Regions from separate parts of the Mus musculus genome. Here region 1 is linked to region 2. The links are chromatin contacts, called in public Hi-C maps. All regions are on one chromosome and are shown on one strand. Each heading gives the region's core, a stretch centred on a gene start, on an enhancer-like site or on the middle of the called end of the contact. The rest is flanking DNA. Distances are from core to core; before and after follow the strand shown.

Region 1 (5,735 bases), core at 2,111-4,610, 630 kb after region 2:
CCAGGAAAAAGCTTGTATATCTGGTAGAGATACACTATGTAGCTCAAGATGGTCTTTAACTAGGTGTGAACCACCATGTCCAACTTCTTTCCATGTGTGTATGCCTGCATGTGTGCATGTGTGCGGGTACCTGTGTATGTGTGCATGTGTGTGGGTACCTGTGTATGTGTGTGTGTGTGTGCATGTGTGTGGGTACCTGTGTATGTGTGTGTGCATGTGTGTGGGTACCTGTGTATGTGTGTGTGTGTGCATGTGTGTGGATACCTGTGTATGTGTGCGTGTGTGCATGTTTGTGGGTACCTGTGTATGTGTGCGTGTGTGCAAGTGTGTGGGTACCTCTGTGTGTGTGCGTGCGTGCATGTGTGTGGAGGCCAGAGGTCGACCTTGAGTGTTGTTCCTCAGATGGCTGTCCAACTTGTGTGTTAAGAATCAGTCACTCATGGACTAAGAAAAAGACTTTGCACAGAAGTATGCAATAGAAAGTAAATATACATTTTAAAGCTATTTTACAAATTGTTTTATAAACCCTAACTAGTATAGAGGATGATGTCTTACATGAAACAAAAGGCTGAAGATTTGAGTCTCTACTATTGGGAACTTAAGGATACATCTTTATTAATGAATGGATGGATCACTGGGTATTTGGCAGAGAAACCCCCCTTTAAAAACAAAAACAAAAACAAAAACAAAAACAGATTTGAACAATAAAATGCCCACTTGACCCAGATAGAAACAGGTGAAGTGTTTGGTTTCATTTGTCACAAGTACTGAAGGAATCAAGGAGCATGTCGCAGAACCACGCAGAGTGGTACTTTTTGTCAAATTCCTTTTTGATAAAGTCTGTATATTGGACTTCTCCTGTGCCTGAGTAGTAGCACGTTCCAAGTCCTGTTGCTTCTCTTCTGACATGCCTGCGGTTTTCATTACTGCTTGCCCAGTGAACATTCTAGAACGTGGTCACCATGAGCCAGGGCTGGGGAGGGATTGGTGCTGCTCAGGCTGAAAAGGAAAGTAGGTAGAGTTCCTCTAGGACAGATTCTCAGGAGGTCGGTTTTGACCAACACTTTGGGGGCCAAATGACCCTTTCACAGGGGTCACCTAAGACCATTGGAAAACAATCATATTTATATTATAATTTATAACCGTAGCAAAATTACAGTTATGAGGTAATGAAAAGAATTTGATGTTGGGGTGGGGGTGGGGTCACAATACCTAATAAAGGGCTAGAGCATTAGGAAGGTTGAGAACCACTGCTCTATATAGAGGATTACTTTTTTGTTGTGCTCTGGCTGGCTGGGACTCACTATGTAGAACAGACTGGCTTCAAATTCATAGAAATTCACTTGCCTCTACCTCCAGAGTGCTGGGGTTAAAGGGATACACTATCACTTACAATTTTTCTTTTTTTAAAAAACAAGATCTCATTCCACGACCCAGAAAAATATTCCAGTTCATGTTCATGAGTTTCAGTAAAAACTAAAGTAATGGTGGTTAACAACCTGTAAGACTTGTGTTTTATTTTTTATTTATTTATTATTTTTTTGATACAGGGTTTCTCTGTGTAGCCCTGGTTGTCCTGAACTCACTCAACCTGTAAGACTAACCTGTGATTTTTTTCCCCATTGGTCACTTTCCTGTAGCATATTGCTTATTTGCTATGTTCTGTAAGACTTAGTTATTAGACGTTACATTCACAGAAAATGAAATATATAGGCTAATGCCAAACTGAAAAAAAAAAAATAAGAATCAGTCCCTCACTGGGATCTGGAGTCTTTCAGTTGGGTTAGATTGGTTGGCCATCGAGCTCTGGCAATCCTCCTGTCTCCACCTCTCCAGTCTGGGATGACAGATGCATGCCACTGTGACCTGCTTTTTATATGGATTCTGAGGATCAAACTCAGGACCTTATGCTTGCGTGGCAAATCCTTTATACTTTATAGACTGGGTTATCTTCCCACGCTCTGTTGTTTTTGACATGTTACTGGAGTACCGTGTTAGCTGCTTTTCTAGCTGTTGTGAGGAAGTACCTTGACAAAAGCAACCAACCTTCAGGAGAAATGGTTTCTTCTGGCTCATATAGTTCATGATGTAGTCTGTCTCAGTGGGGGAGCCATGGTGGCAGGAGATGGAGACAGCTGATCATGTTGTGCCCACAATCAGGAAGCAGAGTGCTATGGATTCTCATGCTCAACCTTGTTCTTTTGTAAAGTCCAGGATGCAAGCCTAGGGAATGGTGACACCCATGATTAGGGTGAGACCTCCCACCTAAATTAACCTAGGCAAGATAATCCCTTGTAGGCATGCCTGGGGGCGCTTCCTTCTCCTCGATTACTCCAAGAATGCCCTCTATTGTTCCGGTGATACCAGATCCTGTCAAACTGATAATCAATATTAACCATCACACCAACTATATAAAGATAACATATCAGTGATCTTGAAAATGTCATCTCTGATTAAATGATTTCATAACAATCTTATATCATGAATGAATTTAAAAATGGCAATTTCTTCAATGGCAAAGGGGAAAACATACTGCAAATAGATATGCCAATAGATGTGCAGTGTTCAGAGATTAAGCTTAGCTCCTATCAGGAAGAAGTGAATATAGACAGGTGAGATCCTGATGTGCTGTAGTGTAACAGCTGGCTGCTTATCAGCTGTTTGTCCGTTCTCCATGTGGACCCACAGTGCTAAGCCTTATGAGCATAGCCAGAATTCCTGCACTTGTATTCTAGAGACCTGCGGGCCCAAAGTCTTTCTCCAGACTTCCTTCTCCCCAGCTCTGGGGCACTTCTTCCTCTCTGTTCTGAGCTTATTTGTAGAACCTTGAAAGCTCTGCACACAGTCTTGGCCCTGGGCTGTTTCTGGCAGTGCCCTCCTGCCCAGCTTTAGCCCTTCTTTCGCTTGCATACATTGCTGAAGGTGGCTGACACTCACTGTGCCTTCAAGCCTCTGTTGGGAATCAAAAAGAGACTTCTTCCAACAACCTGATCTTAAAAAGGTCTTTTTGCTGTGCAGTGGTGGTGCCCATCCTTAACGGCAGCACTGGGGAGGCAGAGGCAGGCAGATCTGAGTTCAAGGCCAGCCTAGTCTACAGAGTGAGTTCCAGGACAGCCAGAGTTGCACACACATACACAAGAGGTAATTTCATCTCCTTGATTAATCCAAGAACACCCTGTATTCAAGGCCAGCTAGAGTTATTGAAGTCTGTAGAGTCTAGTGATTGATTATTGTTCAGTGTAATAAAAGTCAAGATCCCCCTAATCACACATGCAAAGGTCAAATGCAGTATCACTGGTTGTCCTAGAAGTTAGTCCAGTATTTATATAAGCACTTTCCAGTTGATGCCCATAGATAGCAGCCATTCCTAATTAATCATGGGCTTGGCATGCGAACTAAGACCTACTTGCCATCATTGTTCAGGATGCAGATGGCCAGGAGTGACATGCCAGTCATAGCTGGTGGTGCCAGCCTCGAGGTTTGGTAATTTTTAAAAAAGATTTGGGAAATGTAGTCTCTCTTGTCGAGGTAGCTTTATTACCATAATAAATCTAGCAAGAGGAGGGAAGGGAGTGAGAGTCTCCCTTGTTAGTTAAACACGTTCCATTTGCACATTGGTTCGAATTCCCAGGAGAGCAGTATCTCAGCTGATGGATTGTCCCTATAAAAAGGCCTTGGCATTGGGCCATTGTAAAATTGAAATGAATTCAGGCTCATTCATGCATGCAACTTTAATTTACAATTAAAATATTATGGTTACATATTTTAATAAGAATAATTAGGCGGACCCAACTGAATCAACCCTTGTGTTTAATGAGACAGAACCCAGATCCAAATGGAAAGGCAGGTGGGTGTGACAGGGGACAGGCTTCAGCCAGCAGCAGCTTTTGTGGGGTCAGGCATTTTTGCCCATTTTTATATCTGATGCCCGGAAGGAGCAATCTTATTTCTCTGCAGCACCCGGGACCTTCGTCCCCTGCCTCCGGAAGCTTGTTTTCCTCAAGACTCACATCCTGTTCCTCCCCCTCTAGGGCTGCTGCTCCCCGATGAAGGAGCCCCGTTTCTTTCTCAGCCACTGTAACTGGAGCATCCTGCCTAGGGGATGAGACTGTTTACAGCTGTGTATGTGTATTCACACGTGTGTATCACTTCCTCCTTCACGATAGCTGTATTCTCCCTTTAAAGCAGTAACCTGTAGGTCATGGCCCCTTTAAGATATCCTGCATATCAGATATTTACATTATGATTCATAACAGTCGCAAAGTTGCAGTTATGAAGTAGCAACAGAAATAATTTTATTTTATTTTTATTTTTATTATTTTTATTTTTTATTTTATTTCGCAACGTGAGGAACTGTATTAAAGGGTTGCAGCATTAGGGAAATTTAATTTTCTTCTTTAAAGAACATTTACATCATGTTGGGGGAATAACAGTGACTCTCAGGCAACCACCAGTCATTGACACTTGAATGGGTTCTTTGTTTTTATTCTTTTGGTGTTTTGAGACAGGATCTCGATATGTAGCCCTCGTTGGTCTGGAATTTACTATCTAAACCGAGTTAGCCTTGAATAGGAGCTCAGGTTTGTAGAGCTGTACCTGCCGCTACCTCCTGAGTGCTGGGCTAAAGGTTTGTGCACGTGTTACACCTGGCTTGGTTGAGCTTGGCGGGGAGTACCCAGAATATGACAAGCCCAGGTGTCCCAAGAGAGTTCCGGCACCGCCAGGTCCCCATCAGCTAACAAAGGAAAAGAGTGCTAGAGAGATACCAGGGATCTGTTGCCATTTTAGATGAAGAGCCTTACTGAATGGATGAACAGTGTTGATAGGGTTTAAGATACAGTTTGTTTCCAATGGAAACATTTTGGACTCCCTTTAAGAAAGGGCGGTGGCTGGGCATTGGTGGTGCACCCTTTAATCCCAGTACTTAGGAGGCAGAGGCAAGTGGATCTCTATGAATTTAAGCCAGCCTGGACTACGAAGTAAGTTCCAAGACAGCCAGGGCTACACAGAGACCCTGGCTTGAACACCTTCCCCCCATTACCCCCCCCCCCCCAAAAAAAAAAAGAAAAGAAAAGAAGAAAAAGAAAGAAAGTTAGGTTTTTCTTTGTTTAGAGATTTGAGGCAAGGTCTCATCATGTAGGCCAGGCTGGCTCCGCCACTCATTATTTAGCCTGGGGAGGTCTGAAACTCATGGCAGTCCTCTTACCTGCACCTCTCAAGGGCTGGGATTGCAGGTGTACACCACAATACCCAGGTTTGCTATTATTTGCTTGTGCGTCTGTCGTGCCGGGTCTAGCAAATATGTAGCATTCATTCTACCACCGGCTGCACCCCACAGCCTGAAAACACAGGGGTGCAGCTGACTGGAAGTTGACTCTGGTTTGGATGAAGGAATATCACTTAAACAATAGAGGCTTCTGTCTCTCGACCCTTGAAACACTCTCTCAAACCTATATTGACTTTTTCCCTCTTCCTTTCATGTCCACGCCTCTTTCTTCTTATTCTCAGCTGCTGTCATTCTCCCCAGTTACCAAGTTTTCCTATTGAAAGATGGCACCCTTTCTATGGCTGGAGAGATGGCTCAGCCTTTAAGAGCACTTGCTGTTCTTTCCAAGGACCCAGCTTTGAATCTCAGTACCCACAGTGCGGGAGGCAACTCACAACTGTCCGTAACTCCAGGCCTAGGGGATCCGGTGCCCTCTTCTGGACTTTTTCCTGCACCGAGTATGCATGAG
Region 2 (5,881 bases), core at 2,086-4,585:
ACACAGACACCATGAGAACCTGCAATCAGCCGAAATCCACCCTCATCTCTGCACTTCAGAGATGTAGGAGCCAAGACAGAGATGACACTTGATCACATGGACACAGGGTAAGCCATGTGTGATATGTTTGCTGTGTGAAATAGTACTTAGCCAGGAAAAGTAAGAAAGCACTGTCCCATGATCTCAGAGGGTGGCCTTAAAGTCATTGAGTGAGAGAGGACAGGCATCAGAGGCCACGGATTGCACCCTTCCATTCATAAGCAATGTTGTGATTGGCAACATCCTAAAGCTAAACGCAGATCCCAGGGGCCAGGTCCAGGGAAGGAGGGATGGTTGTGATTACGAACAGAGAAAGTTCCTTTGGGGTGATAAAGTCTTAGGAAGTGATGACCACAGGAACACCACCTGCTCAAACCTGCAGATTGTTCAATGCTATAGATTTTTATGAGTTTTGTTTCAACATAAAAATATGAAATAGATTTTTCTCCTTTGCCAGCAAGCATCAATGGCGAGTAGCTCCTTGGTTAGGAGTGGAAAATAAGTTTCCGCCAATGAACTATCACTGGGTAAACAGCCACACTCTGAGGCAGGCCTCTTACCCACGAGCAACTAGATAACACAAAACAGACTCCAAGGTATTTGTGTGTGTGTGTGTGTGTGTGTGTGTGTGTGTGTGTGTGTGTGTGTGTGTATACGGGTGTGGGGTGTGTGTGTTGTCTTTCTTTTGTCTTATTAGGATTTTTGTTTGTTTGCTTTGATTTGTAAGTGTTTGTATGTGATATGTGGGTGTGTGTGTGATGTGTGGTGTGTGCATGTGTGTTATGTTGTGGTGTGTGTATGTGTGTGGTGTGTGTGTGGTGTGTATGTGTGTGGTGTGTGTATGTGTGTGGTGTGTTTGTGTGTTATGTTGTGGTGTTTGTGGTGTGTATGTGTGGTGTGTGTGTGTGTGTTATGTGTGTGGTGTGTGTATGTGTGTGGTGTGTTTTTGTGTTATGTTGTGGTGTGTGTATGTGTGTGGTGTGTGTGTGTGTTATGTGTGTGGTGTGTGTATGTGTGTGGTGTGTTTTGTGTTATGTTGTGGTGTGTGTATGTGTGTGGTGTGTGTATGTGTGTGGTGTATATTAAAGAGAGAGAAGATGAACATAAAGTCGGGTGGAGAAGACAAGTGAGGAGGCTCTGAGGAGAGTTGAGGAAAGGGAAACATGGTCAAAATGCAGTATGTTTTTAAAGACTTTTTAAATAAAAAAATAGAAAAAAACAGAAATATACATTTTTAGAAAGACAACTTTAGATGTTTAGCAGACTCTGAGGCAAAGGCTCCTCTCTGGAGACCACACTCTACCCAAGAACTTCTGTCTGAATCACATTTTTAATATATGAAATATCAGCCAAAAAATTACAAAGGGGATTAATTACAGTAAAATGCAGCTACCAAATTATTTTTAAATGAAATTTACAAGATCGTAATATATTTACATCTATAATAGCATGTTAAATGGCAAGAACTAGCCATCAAGCGAGGATTGCACCGTATCAGAGCTTCAACCAGTGCCCGGTGACTCTGCCAAGGCCAGCTTCACAGGTGCTGGCAACCGTGGCTCCTTCCAGACCTCCACGGTTGGTGCATTTTAAATGATAGTGAAGGCAGGAAGCACATCACAACCGTCAGACTGTATGGAGACCATTTGGAGAGTACATGTGAAGACCCCATCCATTCAGGGTTGGGGAGACAGTTCAGTCCAGAAAGTAATTGTCATACAAACATGAGGCTTCAGATTTGGCCCCCAGAACCCAAGTAAAAAGCCAGGTGTGTTAGCATGCACTGCTTAAGCACTGAGAGGGGTCCCTGGGGCTCAGCGACCAGCCAGCCTAGCCTAAGAAGAGCCCAGGTCCAGCCAGAAACCCCGTCTCTAAAGAAAGGCAGACTGTGGCTGAGGAAAATACCCAAGGTTATCCTCTGGCCTCCACCCCAAGCTCCCATAAGCAGTGCTTGTTAACCCCCCCCCCCAAGACTATCCCAAAGACTATTGCCTATCCCTGAGATATGTTCTTTTAGCTGGGCTGCCCTGTCTGGCCTCAGAGGGAGAGGAAGTGCCAAGCCTCACAGAGACTTGATGTGCCAGGGTAGAGGGATACCCAGGGGTCTCCCAGCCGCTCAGAGGAGAGGAGGTGGGCAAAGGATTGTGGGAGGGAGTGACCAGGAGGGGAGTAATGAGCAAGATGTGATCATACAAACACTGGAAGGTGAGTTCTTGCTGGGACAAGGTGCCCATGAACCTGGGTCTAGCCTCAGAGCCCTTTCAAACCAAGGAGCCAATTGACCGGAGGTGGAAGCCTTGGCAACTCTGTATAACATCCTTGGCAATGAGCATCAGGGAGCAGTTAAACACTGACAGAGGGTTAGGTCCCAGGGCAGTAAAAGCTATCCCTTCATCCCCAGCTGAGCTATGAGGCCAGTATGCCTGTAACTAGCCATGCTGGATAAGTCATGCCATCCTTTGACTTATGTGGGGATCCTGGTACTGAGACCCACGAGGGGAAAAGAAGCCAGGTAAAGCCTGTCAGTTACCTGCCCGAGGCTCACCACTCTCCTGGCCTGTCAGTCACACCCTGGTCCATCGTGCAGAGACTAGGCTGCCCGGGGGTCCTTCTTATTAAATGCCAAGCCCTGGGACTCTGAAGTTCATTTAGTGTCCAGGCCCCCATCAGCCTGATGGAATCAACTTTCCCATTTTCCCTAGGCTTCCACACCTTCTGCTTCTGACCATCTTTTGTCCACTTCACGGAAACCCCATTCCCCCCATCCTCCCCCTACCCCCGCCTCCCCATATCACTGGATGTCTTAGTTTCCAAGAGCATTCAGTGTCATTTTAGCTTTTAGCCATTTGTTTTTATTTTTTAGTTATATATACTTTTTGAGACGTAGCATCCCCACATAGTTCAAGTTGACTTTGAACTCACGATTCACCTGCCTCTGCCACCTGAGTGGCATCACTGTCGATGCTACCACACTCTGCATGACCCATGTTTTATTATACCGTCCCACCCTAACAGAACTCCCTCCCCACCTCCTCCTCTCCTGACCAACTGACAGCATTTCTACTCCTACAGTCAGAAAACTGCAAGCTGTGTTCTTGCTGAGTAGAGCTGTCCACTTGAGTTGCCTTATCCTTTGTCATGAGCCAACTCCCGCAGCCGCTGTTCTCTCCAGTCTAAACCCATGTTACAGCCCAATCCCTGGTTTAAAGATGAAAACAGTGGCCAGCAGGTGCAGCAGCTGAAAGCAGGCTCCCTGTGGGGTCAGCCCCTTCTGCCAAGCTGGTCTAGGCAGCCATGCCAAGACCTTCCGCTCAGGCATCTCCTCACTGCGTAGGAACCCAAACTCCCTTCCCCACGCACAGGGCTGTACTTCTCTTCCCTGGCACCGGCCCTCACTCAATGATGGGGGAAACTGAGAGGTGAGTTCCTATCCTCTGTGGAATCTTCTGACTAGGGACCTGAGGGGACAGGATGAGCTACCTACCGCCAGTCTCCTATATAGGCCTGTCTCCTATAGCACAAAATGGTCACTCAAAGAGATCGCCCTTCCCCGCTCCCCAGCACGGGTACTAGGAAGCAGCCTCAGAAGCAGAGGTGGAGGCAGTTACAAAGAGCAAGGACAGTCATATTTCCATAACTTGATGCACATGGTGGAGGATCTGCCAGCCCATGGAAATTGCCCTGACGTTTGAAAGGAAAGATTGGTTGGAGCCCTGCTCCTGTTGGCCCCTGGGTAAAGAAACCCTGCAAGAGAGACGTGAAACCAACTCCATTTCCACTGGAAGTGTCTCTTCCTTTGGTTCAACAGCCCAAGCCCCTCCCAGAAAGCGCCCGTCCCCCAACCTCCACCCCCAGTGTCCCTGCCTTGCTGTTCTCAGCATTTGCAAGGTTGCCCACAGTCTGAGAGTGGGGTGCTCAGCGCTGGGAGTAGTGGGTGAGTTCCCCGTGTTTCCAGCTCGCCTGTGCAGATGGATCCGCAGCTGATTAATGACACTCTGAGCCACTGCAGCGCTCATCTGCTTAACAATCCGATTTCTAGGACGTTTTAGAAGTTGTTAGCTGACTGCCAAAAATGAGGATCATTAAAAATAGATTCACAGCTGTTGAGGAAGCCAGAGATATAATTTTACCTTCATTATGCCTTATTGCAGATGTTATTGATTTAATCTCGTTGCATTTTACTGTGTAATATCAATTGGCACTGTCTTTGCTGTAGAAACTGGGAACTGTGTTTGTTCTTCTTGTCTTCGCAGCAGAAGGTATAGTTAGTCGGACAGTCCAAGTAGGTCCAAGTCGTCATCCCGAACTCCGACCCACTCACCACCTCTGATGGCCACCGTAGCTGAGACCCATGTGCCGCCTTCAGAGACTCAGCATAGACCCATGACAGAACAAGAATCTGAAAATGGGGCATCTACATTCTACATCCTTTAAGATAATGTTCAAGCGTGTGAACCATCAGCATCAAACAAATGAGGAGAAAGGGTGGGGGGCATCCTTCCAGCCCCTTCCAGGTTTGCTTGGGCGGTGCCACACACGTCCAGTCCATGTGTTGAATCCTTTGCTTGTGTGACAGCCCTGTCCTCTGAAATCTTACGCTGAAACCTGATAAATAGAATTTAATACTAAGTAAATTAGGATGCAATAGGGTGTTGTCTTTCAAAAAGTGTTACTCTGAAGACTCATTCTGAGATATTCTGAGATAATCTTTAAAAAAAAAAGGTTCAGAACTGGAAAGTTTGAGAATGCTACATTAAAGAAGCTTGGGAAGCCCGGCGTGAGGGCTCCTCTTCTTAAGTCCTTACCATTGTAGCCGATTAAAGGCTCCTGGGTACCAAAGAAATCTGACTGACTCTGTTCAATAAAGCATTTTCCAAGCTAATTTGATGCAAAGGTATCTCTTCTATTCATGTACTAACACTCCTCAGTGTTCATTAGCAGCAAGCAGCCTTTGGAAAGCCTCTGGTTTAACCTAGAAGATGAACCGTCAGCACCTCTGGGAATCCCTCCACCTTGTGTGCTGCTCTTGTGGGCTCCAGCTTGCATTACAGGGGCCTTTCAATGATTGAGTTTGTGACCTAGGCAGCATCCCTCACCTTCTGTCCCTGGCCCACCACCTCAGCCTCCTAACTCTAAATAGCCCACCAGTCAATTAGCATCTCCTGCCTCCACGCAACCTGCCATCTCATGACCAGAGAGAGCCAGGCTGTGCTTGCCGCATCATCTGTGGGTACAGCAGGGCTTAGAGTAACTCTCCACAGTTCTACCAAGCCCTCTCAGATGACATTAGCTTCGTGATTATTCAAGTTCGCACCTTTTTGTAGCTATGGCTTTCAGGGGGGTCACATAACCACTTGTCTCGGTACCCCTTCACCAGCACGACACACATAAAACCATGCAGCAAACAGATGAGACAGAAACACTTCTCTGTTTGTAAGAGATTAGCAGAAAGCCTTTGTCCCCACCAGTAGCATTTGAAAGGGCTCCCTAGGCAACATTTAGGTTGGTGAGTGCACACAGGGGAATTCATCAACTCTGGGGGATATTGTCAAAGATTCCCTCTTTGTGACCATTCCAGGATTTTAGGTATTGTTAAGGCTAGTGAACAGTTGTGGGGTGTGTGTGTGTGTGTGTGTGTGTGTGTGTGTGTGTGCATGTTGCTTCTTAGAGAGTTTAGCACCTTTGATCATGAGGTCTAACATCTGCTATCAGCTAACAAAGAATGTGAATTATCTCATCTCAGCTCCCCTCAGCTCTTCTGTATAACAAATTGGGGGATTCTAGAAAAAAGAACACAAAACAAAAACAAAATGGAACAAACAAACAAACAAAAAACCATCCT

The links. A called contact is a pair of places that touch in the nucleus more often than the background predicts.
Region 1: a Hi-C map of cerebellum shows a contact between it and region 2, with 2.2 times the contacts expected there. The contact joins two enhancer-like sites. A contact is called at or near these places in 9 of 484 Hi-C or Micro-C datasets (cerebellum, cortical neurons, embryonic limb bud and 6 more) and 2 of 115 datasets of contacts at active chromatin or transcription factors (astrocytes and large pre-B cells).

Annotation. Positions count from the first base shown.
Region 1 is chr6:51,563,426-51,569,160 of GRCm38.p6, forward strand. The region is part of intron 2 of Snx10 (sorting nexin 10); the gene reads left to right. It also overlaps the pseudogene Gm52883. Among named protein-coding and RNA genes, the nearest start is that of Snx10, 42 kb to the left of the region's middle. Within about 2 kb of position 3,361, at least 8 of the 459 cell types and tissues checked have an H3K27ac peak or open chromatin away from gene starts, as enhancers often do. A contact at or near this core is called in cerebellum, where this site is marked.
Region 2 is chr6:50,930,431-50,936,311 of GRCm38.p6, forward strand. It overlaps Gm31686 (a long non-coding RNA gene), which reads right to left. Exons shown (of 4, transcript XR_377658.3): 4 at 2,971-4,644. Among named protein-coding and RNA genes, the nearest start is that of Gm31686, 11 kb to the right of the region's middle. Within about 2 kb of position 3,336, at least 17 of the 459 cell types and tissues checked have an H3K27ac peak or open chromatin away from gene starts, as enhancers often do. A contact at or near this core is called in cerebellum, where this site is marked.